2 separate regions of the Triticum aestivum genome follow, and region 1 is linked to region 2. Evidence: chromatin contacts called from public Hi-C data. All regions are on one chromosome and are shown on one strand. The core of a region is the stretch at or near the end of the contact, and the rest is flanking DNA. Distances in the headings are between cores, read along the strand shown. Region 1 holds the start of LOC123180927 (RNA-binding protein 39). Region 2 holds the start of LOC123180924 (DNA polymerase epsilon catalytic subunit A).

Evidence for each region. A called contact is a pair of places that touch in the nucleus more often than the background predicts.
Region 1: a Hi-C map of leaf shows a contact between it and region 2, with 4 times the contacts expected there. The contact joins the promoter of LOC123180927 here to the promoter of LOC123180924 in region 2. A contact is called at or near these places in 3 of 5 Hi-C or Micro-C datasets (all in leaf).

Annotation. Positions count from the first base shown.
Region 1 is chr1D:194,276,283-194,280,715 of IWGSC CS RefSeq v2.1, reverse strand. LOC123180927 (RNA-binding protein 39) reads left to right here and starts at 1,606. Exons shown (of 13, transcript XM_044593114.1): 1 at 1,606-2,334; 2 at 3,081-3,153; 3 at 3,224-3,280; 4 at 3,678-3,733. The coding sequence starts at 1,733.
Region 2 is chr1D:193,566,906-193,571,165 of IWGSC CS RefSeq v2.1, reverse strand. It overlaps LOC123180924 (DNA polymerase epsilon catalytic subunit A), which reads left to right and starts at 2,365. Exons shown (of 49, transcript XM_044593110.1): 1 at 2,365-2,767; 2 at 3,425-3,490; 3 at 3,592-3,651; 4 at 3,916-4,011. The coding sequence starts at 2,555. LOC123180925 reads right to left here and starts at 2,171. Exons shown (of 3, transcript XM_044593112.1): 1 at 1,927-2,171.

The DNA.
Region 1 (4,433 bases), core at 357-2,856, 710 kb before region 2:
CCCCAACCACCTCTGACCATGGAGGACGAGCCGTCGATGCTCGCCACCGGCGTCTGCAACATGTTCAACAAAGTGTCGGAGAGATACGAAAATTCCCTTGTTTTCCATTTTTTTGTCATTTTGAGATGAATGTAACGATGAGGCGCATATGCACTTATATTACATTTTGTGTCTGCATTTCTAGTGTTGATGATGATACATTCTTGATCGTCACAAATATTGGGAATGAAGATTTTGTCCCTTAAGAATTTCCCGCCCAAGATATTGATACGTTGTTAATGTTTTTAGAAAATGTTCTAATTAGTCATAGTTCGTATATTGGTGTACATAATGCATTTGAAGACAATAAAACTCTTCGTGCAACTGCCCTTTTTACTTTTATATTTATCAGGACATTCATCAGAGCAATAGTGCCTTATTTTAGGACATCTATTGGAGTTAAAAGTCTTTGATGTTGTTAAAAAATGTATTGTGTAATTTAGTCCACCCATCTTGTGGTGCCCTGTTATATGACATCCATTGAAAATGCTCTAATTTTTTCTTGGTAATACGTGCCTCATTCATATCACAAAGATCATAATACAAGTCAAGTACACACTGACCTAATAAAATCAAAAGACAACAAAATGCTAGTCTTTGCACAAAGGAACATCAGTCAAAAATTCTTTTTACAATGAAGACCGAAGAATCCCCTTAATTTGACGCCATCGCCTCTGGCATGACGACAACAACCATCAAAGGTAAAAATGACGGATCATCTCCTTACCCGAGCTCGACGGGGCTGCATCGCTGATATGCGGTTTTGCGGACCTCCAAGGTGGCTCACCAAGGATGAAATTGATACCGTTGAACGAATCCGACCGGCGCAACACCCCAGACAGGCCATCCAACTCCAGGTCTGGCACCCCCGCACCACTAAGGCGCCAGAGGAGGAAACCATACATGTCATCCACTAACCATGAACCCAACACACGATCCATCATCTTTCAGATGCCGTTAATGCAGACCACAATCTGTATCCACCCCTGGACTACTTTCCAAGCTCCGCGCCGACGCTGGAGCAAATGTTGTCGCAACGATGAAGCCTGAGGCCACAGGTCCATGCCGCCGCCGCCACGCCGTCCTTGAACGGACTCATTTTTAATCCATCCCCAACAAAAGGACCCATTGCCTCGTCGGGGAAGGATCTAAAGATACTTTATACACGCTACCATCGCCGCCACCGAAGCGAACACGATGGCGACCTAGAAACCTAACTTACTAGAGCCTAAAAATGATTCACATGCGTGGATCCGACTACCCCCTCACCATCGATGACCAAAGTTGTCGGCGGAGGGGAGCCGCCAAAGGACGGCGACATAGAAGGGTCTTGTGGCGATAAGGCAAGATCGACCTTCCTTTCTTTAAGAGGAAGAAAGAAAAGCCGCAAGAAAATACTTACCTTTGTTTCTTGAAAATGCTCTAATTGCCCTTATGAAACACACATTTAGCAAATTAAAACTGACCCATTCTATTGAAATAGAAGTATAGAACCATGCCATTCCATTTCACGAACCAAACAGACCTTACAGGAGTAGCGTATACAAATTTTGATAGTGGCTTGTGAATTCGTGGCAAAGACTAGCGGCGGCCCAATCTCTAGGGTTCTTTTGTAGCTTTTGTTTCCCTCGTTCCTCTCGCGGAGTCGCCGTCTAGGGTTTCCGCTTCCTCCCCCATCCACTCCCTCACCGCCATGGACTTTGACGAGTACGACTACTTGGAGAAGGCAGTCGAGCCCTCCGTTCCTTCAACCAACGGCGGGGGTGAGAAGGACCGCAGCTCGCGCCGCCGCTCCTCCACCGCCGGCGGCGGCGGTCGCGACCAAGAGGAGCGCGGATCGAAGCGTCCTCGCTCGGGAGAAGACCGCGAGCGGCACCGCAGCGGCCGTGAGCACCGCGACCGGGAAGACGGGAAGGAGAAGGTCGACCGGGAGAAGGTTAGGGAGAAGGACGAGGGCCGCGACCGCGAGAAGGTTAGGGAGAAGGACGGGGGCCGCAGCCGCGAGAAGGTTAGGGAGAAGGATGAGAGCCGCGACCCTGAGAAGGTCAGGGAGAAGGAAGAGGGCCGGGACCGAGAGAAAGTTAGGGAGAAGGATGGCAGCCGCGACCGTGAGAAGGTTAGGGAAAAGGAGCGGGAGGGCAGGGACAAGCTAATGGAGAGGGAAAATGGGAGGGAACGGAGGAGCCGTAGCCGCTCAGAGCGCCGCCGCGGGGAGGAGGAGGAGATGGTGAGGGAGCTCCAGCGGGAGCGTGAACGCAGCGACCGCCACCGTGACTACAGAGACCGTGATTTCAGGTACAAACTTGTGAATTCCCCTAGAACTATCGCTCTTGGAATGTCGAGGTTAATTTTCTAGGCAGAAATGCTTTGGCTCTGTTTGGAACACAGCAAATTTTCCGAGATCACCGTAGGATTTAAATGGTGTGCTGTGAAATTCCTCTGACATACTCTGATTTTTTTGTTCCAGACAATGAGCGTATTTTATCCATGTGAGATTTTTTTTACTCATATTTGTTTGTGTTAGATAAAAGATTATGTGGTGTAATGAGCGGAGATGATTCAGTGCTCTTGATTTGTCTTTTTCTTCTTCTGCAGAAGCCTAGTAGTTTATGCTAACTCTGTTATACATACAGATGGAACATAGTAACCTTACAGTGCACAAATCTCCAGTGATTCTGTAGCTGCTAAATGTTTCCTGTAGTGTACACTTCTTATCCTCTAGGTTTGTTAGGTTTAAATATTGAACATTAATATGGGACTCACAGATACAAAGTGCTAGAGCTTTCTTCAGATGGTTTCAGCAATGAGTCTGACTCGTGATATCAGGTCATGAATTTGTAACATTTTTCTTGTGAAATATTGACAACTTGGAATGGGCTGCTAATGCCTTGGGCTCTCTAAGATAGTTAAATATTTTTCGCATGGGGATTTCTGACTAGTAATGACAATGCCGTCTGGGTTTACAATTTCTATTTGTTGCTACTTGATGTTTGTTATGCTGCTCTCTCTTTTGCTGAAGCTACTTATTTTTGTGTGTGCAGGCGTAAGAAAGATGATGGTACAGAACCAGAAGTTGACCCAGAAAGAGATCAAAGGACTGTATTTGCCTTCCAGGTTAGCCTCACAAGCAAAAATATCATGTTTCTGTTTTTTCATTAAGTTAATGTTGTCAGCATTACTGCAGCTATCGTTGAAGGCAGATGAAAGGGATGTCTATGAGTTCTTCTCAAGAGCAGGGAAGGTGATGCAAATTATCTACACCACATTGCATTCTAATTTGAAAACTTTTCCTTCTCACAGGAGTATGATGCTGTGGATTTCTATTGCTGTGTTTTAGTGAATTCGAACTGTTCTGTTCTCAAGCTGATGAATGGAACTTTATTAATGTTATACTGAACTAGTGACTGACTTTTGGAATATCAATGTTCACATGGTGAAACTGTCCTGCATAAAGATAACTCGTTCTTTAGTAAACACCTCCTATTTTGTGCTTCTGCTTAAGTAATGAACCATGTCTTGCAAGCATGTGATTATCATTTGTTAGCAGTAATTTGCAGTAGTCATTGATCCTTTACTTGCACAGTAAGCTTTCTAGCATAAATTTGGTTTAGTTATCTGAGTCTTTTTTCTCTGTGTAGGTTCGTGATGTCCGCCTTATCATGGACCGAAACTCGCGGCGTTCCAAAGGAGTTGGGTTAGTTCCAACACCTGTTTGTTGTGATGTATATTCAAACCCTGAATGGTTTTGCAAGAATATAGATATCTTGTTCAGAACTATTTCGCCTGCAGATGATTGAACCAACAACATATTTAAATTTTGGTTTCCTACCATATATAGTCAAATCGCGAATGCTTATCAAGCTCCCTGCCAGTAACATGCACAACTCCAGAAAATAAGTCAGTATGCACGGCACTAGAAAAGGGGAAAATGGAGCTGAGCATATATAATCGCCATTCAGTTGGTTGAGATTGATGGTGCTCTGAGATGCAATCATCATGTAGTATATTTTATTGTTTGTTCCTACCATGTTTGCACAAGTTAGGGTTGCTTCCAAACTGATGATACACTGCATATTACATATGTAGTTACTAGGACTTTGACAGTACCCTTTGCCTAATTTTTTTTTTGGAAATTAGGGATGCATTATGATAATATATATTTTCTAGGAAATATAGCTGTTTGGTATCTGTTTTTGTTGCTTGCCAATTAGAATTTAGATCTTGTCATATAATTTGTTTTCCATCTGTCTCTGGCTGTATGATTATATGAGCATTTTTCTGAAGTTCATATTTGATTTTTTTTCCTTGGGGAACATTTTTCATCAGTTTGTCATACTCAACAGGATTGCACACTGAAATATTTGTAGTTTGGTCTACCTGCTGGGATTATCGGC
Region 2 (4,260 bases), core at 1,116-3,615:
TTGTCTGGACGCTGGTAGTAGTAAAATCCTATAAGGGGTTTCCTCGACGGTGGCTGGTGCCTCGAGGGCGGCGGTCGGTACATCTACGACGCGCTTGACCAGGAGCATTGCAACGGCGACGCCGGTGGCCCTAACATTGGTCCGATTCTCGTCGGCGCCGAACGGTCTCTCCTACCGGCTAGGCTTCATACCACATCCACCGACGGGATATGTTTATCCACATGCTCCACCTCCGCAGCTGGTAAGTACCTCCAGCCTTCATCGACGGTTAGTTTTTTATGCTTTGATTCGTTTCGAATAAATCAGACGCATTCAGAATCCAATCGATTACATTTGATTTGATTTGCTTAGATTCATTTCGGATCCATGCTTCGCTGTGTATATGCTTGCTTCAGTGCTATGTTTCTAGCAAGTATGCTGGCTAGAATAGGATGTACTATGATCCATACATGATTACATGCAATGGTTGCTATGAATAGCAAGTTTGCTGCATGCATGTTATGATTCGTGCAAGGTTATAATGAATAACAAGTTTGACTAGAATGTTTGCTAGTACCGTGTATGTGATTTGAGTAGGACAAATTTGGTTTCTAGTCGTGAAGCTGTCGGCGAACAAGACTGGTGACTACTGGATGTGGGTGGAGAGGAATCGAGACCAGATCGTGCTCGGTGGAGTGGGACTACTTCTACCGTAAGCACAAGATCATCCCCGGCGACCTCCTCGTGTTCAAGCTCTCCAACCTCGAGTCCACAATGTAGATCTACGACGACAAGACCACCATTGCCAGATACAGATGCAAGAAGTTCGTCTACCAAGCCCCCTTTATCATCGGCCACTAAATTCCTGTTGTGCGTCTAGTTGTGTAAACATGTTAGCTATTAAATTGTCGATCGTTGGTGTTTAAACTTGTATATTTTGATCAGGAACAACACCCCGAGTTTGTGCAGGGGCATGGGATGCCCTTGTTGGCTTTAAAACTCCTCCTATTAAGTTAACATCGTGATTAGTGATGTTAGTACTGATCCTGCTGTGTGCTTGCTGCTTATTTCTGAATTTGCTGCTTACGTCTGCACTTTTATTGTTGTGTTATGTGCTGCTATGTATTGTGATGGTAAGTCCATCACATTTGAAAGGTGTGAGCACATCAGCAGATGTGCACACAATCAAACAGCTATGATTTACATGTGCTCACCGTTAAAACACGTATGCAAGCAACCAAACGTCAGATATTCAAATGCTCAATGGACCAGAGCATGCATACCCTCGATCAGCCTCTACCGAGTCTCAAATGCAAAGTTCTCTAAATTCATGCGATTAACCAAACCCTTCTTTAAGATTCATGCTACGCAGGTTAAACAGTAAACACAAACACCCAAACTTGACAAATTTGTACAAGAAACAATTAAGACAAGAGCTGCAGAACACTAGGTTCTGCACAAACTGATGAAACACAAATCTATATGCGACGGGCCAGGAATTTTAAGCACAATCACATAGCTGAGATAAGTTCCAAAAATAAGCATTAATTAAATCACAACGGAAATTAGTAAATAAATAAGAAGCAACAACGCAGATCTTCATTTGCCAAAACAAACCACCGCACATAATTCAGTTATTGCAACCGACGAGCCAACGAAACATTGGCGCAATTCGGCAGTTCAGATCCAGCATTACCACCACCACTACTACTTGCAGATAACCAAAGTCGACAGTCAACAACTAAACCAACAGTAACTTGCTACTAGAAACAAGCAACACAATCTAAGAGGAGGTGAACTTGGTGACGACCTTGATGCCCTCGGAGACGACGTGCTTGGCGAACTCTCCGGGGAGGACAAGGTGGCAGCCATGGCCGGGCGGATGGAAGAAACCTAGACGACGAGCGGAAAGGAAGGGAGGCGAGGTGAGCGAAGGCGAGGACTTACAGCCTGGAAGAAATCGGCGTCAAGGCGTTGGGCGGAGGAGGTACGCCAGCGTCGAGGCGTCAGGCGGTGGCGTCTTGAGGAGGAGTCGGACGGCGGCGTGTTGAGCTGGCGGCGGCAGCATGTCTCCTCCAAATCCTCGAGCCCCCCCTCGAGGGCTGAGAACCGCATGGAAAGGAGGGGATCGGAAGGGGTTCGGACGGGTTGGGCCTTGGAAACCCCGCGTGCCAAATGGTGTCTCGGGCTTTTGCGAGGTTTGTGGGCCACGCGAGAAAGATCCGCTGAAAACCCCCTCGATCCACCTCTACCAAACGAGGCCTCAAGGGAAGACCGGAAGAGGTTGCACGTGCAATGGTGGGAAGCGGGAAAACGGAAAAGGAGCGCGCCAAAAACCAAAACGGCAGCGCGGCCAAATACGCGCCTCCTCCAAAAAAAAGAAGGAAAAAAGAAAACTCACGTCGCAAACCCCATCGCGCGGTTCGCTCCAATCCCCGCCCCCCCGCCGCCACAGCGCCTCTCGCCGTTCGCTGGCGCCCCTGGTCCAGCCCGTTCCCTCCGCCACTCAAGAAGCTCCATCCCGGCCGGCGACCCCCCCCCCCCCCCCTCTCCAGCTTTCTGAGGGCAGCCGAGCATGAGCGGTGGTGATGGCCGGCGACGGAGACCGTCGGCCGGAGGAGGTGGAGGTGGCGGCGGCAGCAGCTGGGGCGGTCGGAGGTCTGGATCTTCGGCGGCTAAGGAGCAGCGGATACGTCTGGGCGCGGAGGAGCTCCTCGAGGGCCGGCTTGGCTTCGCGCCCTACACCCAAGGCGACCGCCGGCTTGGCTGGCTCCTCACCTTCTCCCCCGTGAGTTCCCTCTCGATCTCGCTGCTCTAGCTTCTATTTCGTGTCGACTGTATTGTGGAATTAGCAGCTGAATTCTGCAGAGGCTGTGAAATGCTTCTCATTTCAAGCGCAATCGCTTGTGAAATTGACAGATCAGTAGGGTGTGTAGACCACCCAGAGCGTGAAATCGCGGAAGGAATTGTTCGCTTCCATTATCTAAATTTCTGTACCTCAAATCCATAGCGTTGGGTGGTGAGTCTGCTGCTATTGTCGGTATAGTGAAATGCTGTCTCTGACTGCAACTTAAAGTAACAACGAAATTACTTGAAGCTGCAGAATCTCCATGGTTCCACAAGAATGAGCAACTTTTTTCCAACAGCAAAAATTTGTGCATTATACAAGGGAATTAACTGATACAATCTCTTAAAAGCACGGATAATGCTGCTGCAATATAGAGTAGGACCTGACCTGGGAGAACGCCGAAAATGTCCATCCATCTTGAATAAAATGATTTGCCTAATACAGGTCCATCTATATTGTGAACGAATCAAACACATGGTAGAACCAACTCGGAGATGCTTAGTTGAAGGTCAAGAGCCATTGGCTTAGCCGATTTGCTAAATCTAATGAATGAGTGGCTTTCTTATGTGATCTCTTACACTGCAATAACACCTGCAGTCATCATGGGAGGACGAGGATACAGGGAAAATCTACAGCTGTGTTGACCTGTACTTTGTGTCCCAGGTAAACAAAATGCAACTAAAGTAACACTGTTTGACCATCTTGCAAAAAAAAAAACAGCACTGTTTGACTTGCCATGTCTAATTGTTTATGCTTTCTTGCAGGATGGTTCTACATTTAAAGTGAAGTACAAATTCCCGCCTTATTTTTATGCTGCAACTAAGGTGAGCTTAAGGTTTTCTGAGGGTTCTCTTATCCCATCAAAGTATTTATATACTCCCTCCGTCCCAAAATTCTTGTCTTAGATTTGTCTAGATACGGATGTATCGAGTCACGTTTTAGTATTAGATACATCCGTATCTAGACTAATCTAAGTCAAGCATTTTGGGACGGAGGGAGTAGATGTAACACTCACAACTTCTCTGTGAACTTTCCTGGCGAGTCTGTTTCTTGACTGATATTCTATTTTTGTGAATTGAAATGTTCAGGAGAAGACGGAGTTGGAAGTTGAGGCGTATCTCAGGCGACGTTATGAAGGGGAAATTGCTGATATAGAAATAATTGAAAAAGAGGATCTGGATCTTGTACGTGCCTTAATGTGCATGCTTAATTCAGCATATCATTTCGTATGCATCAGAAAACGAACCAGCCTCTCTGCATTGCACTTTGCAGGGGCAAGACTAGGTTCCTATAATCCCTCCCCAGACCCCACCTTGTGTGGGAGCTTCTATGCACTGGGTCTGTCCTTTTTTTAGCAAATGCGATCATTGTGATGAGTTTGATTCTATCTTCAGATTCCATTTTTTTTAGGGCTGATGTTCAGATTTCATTGC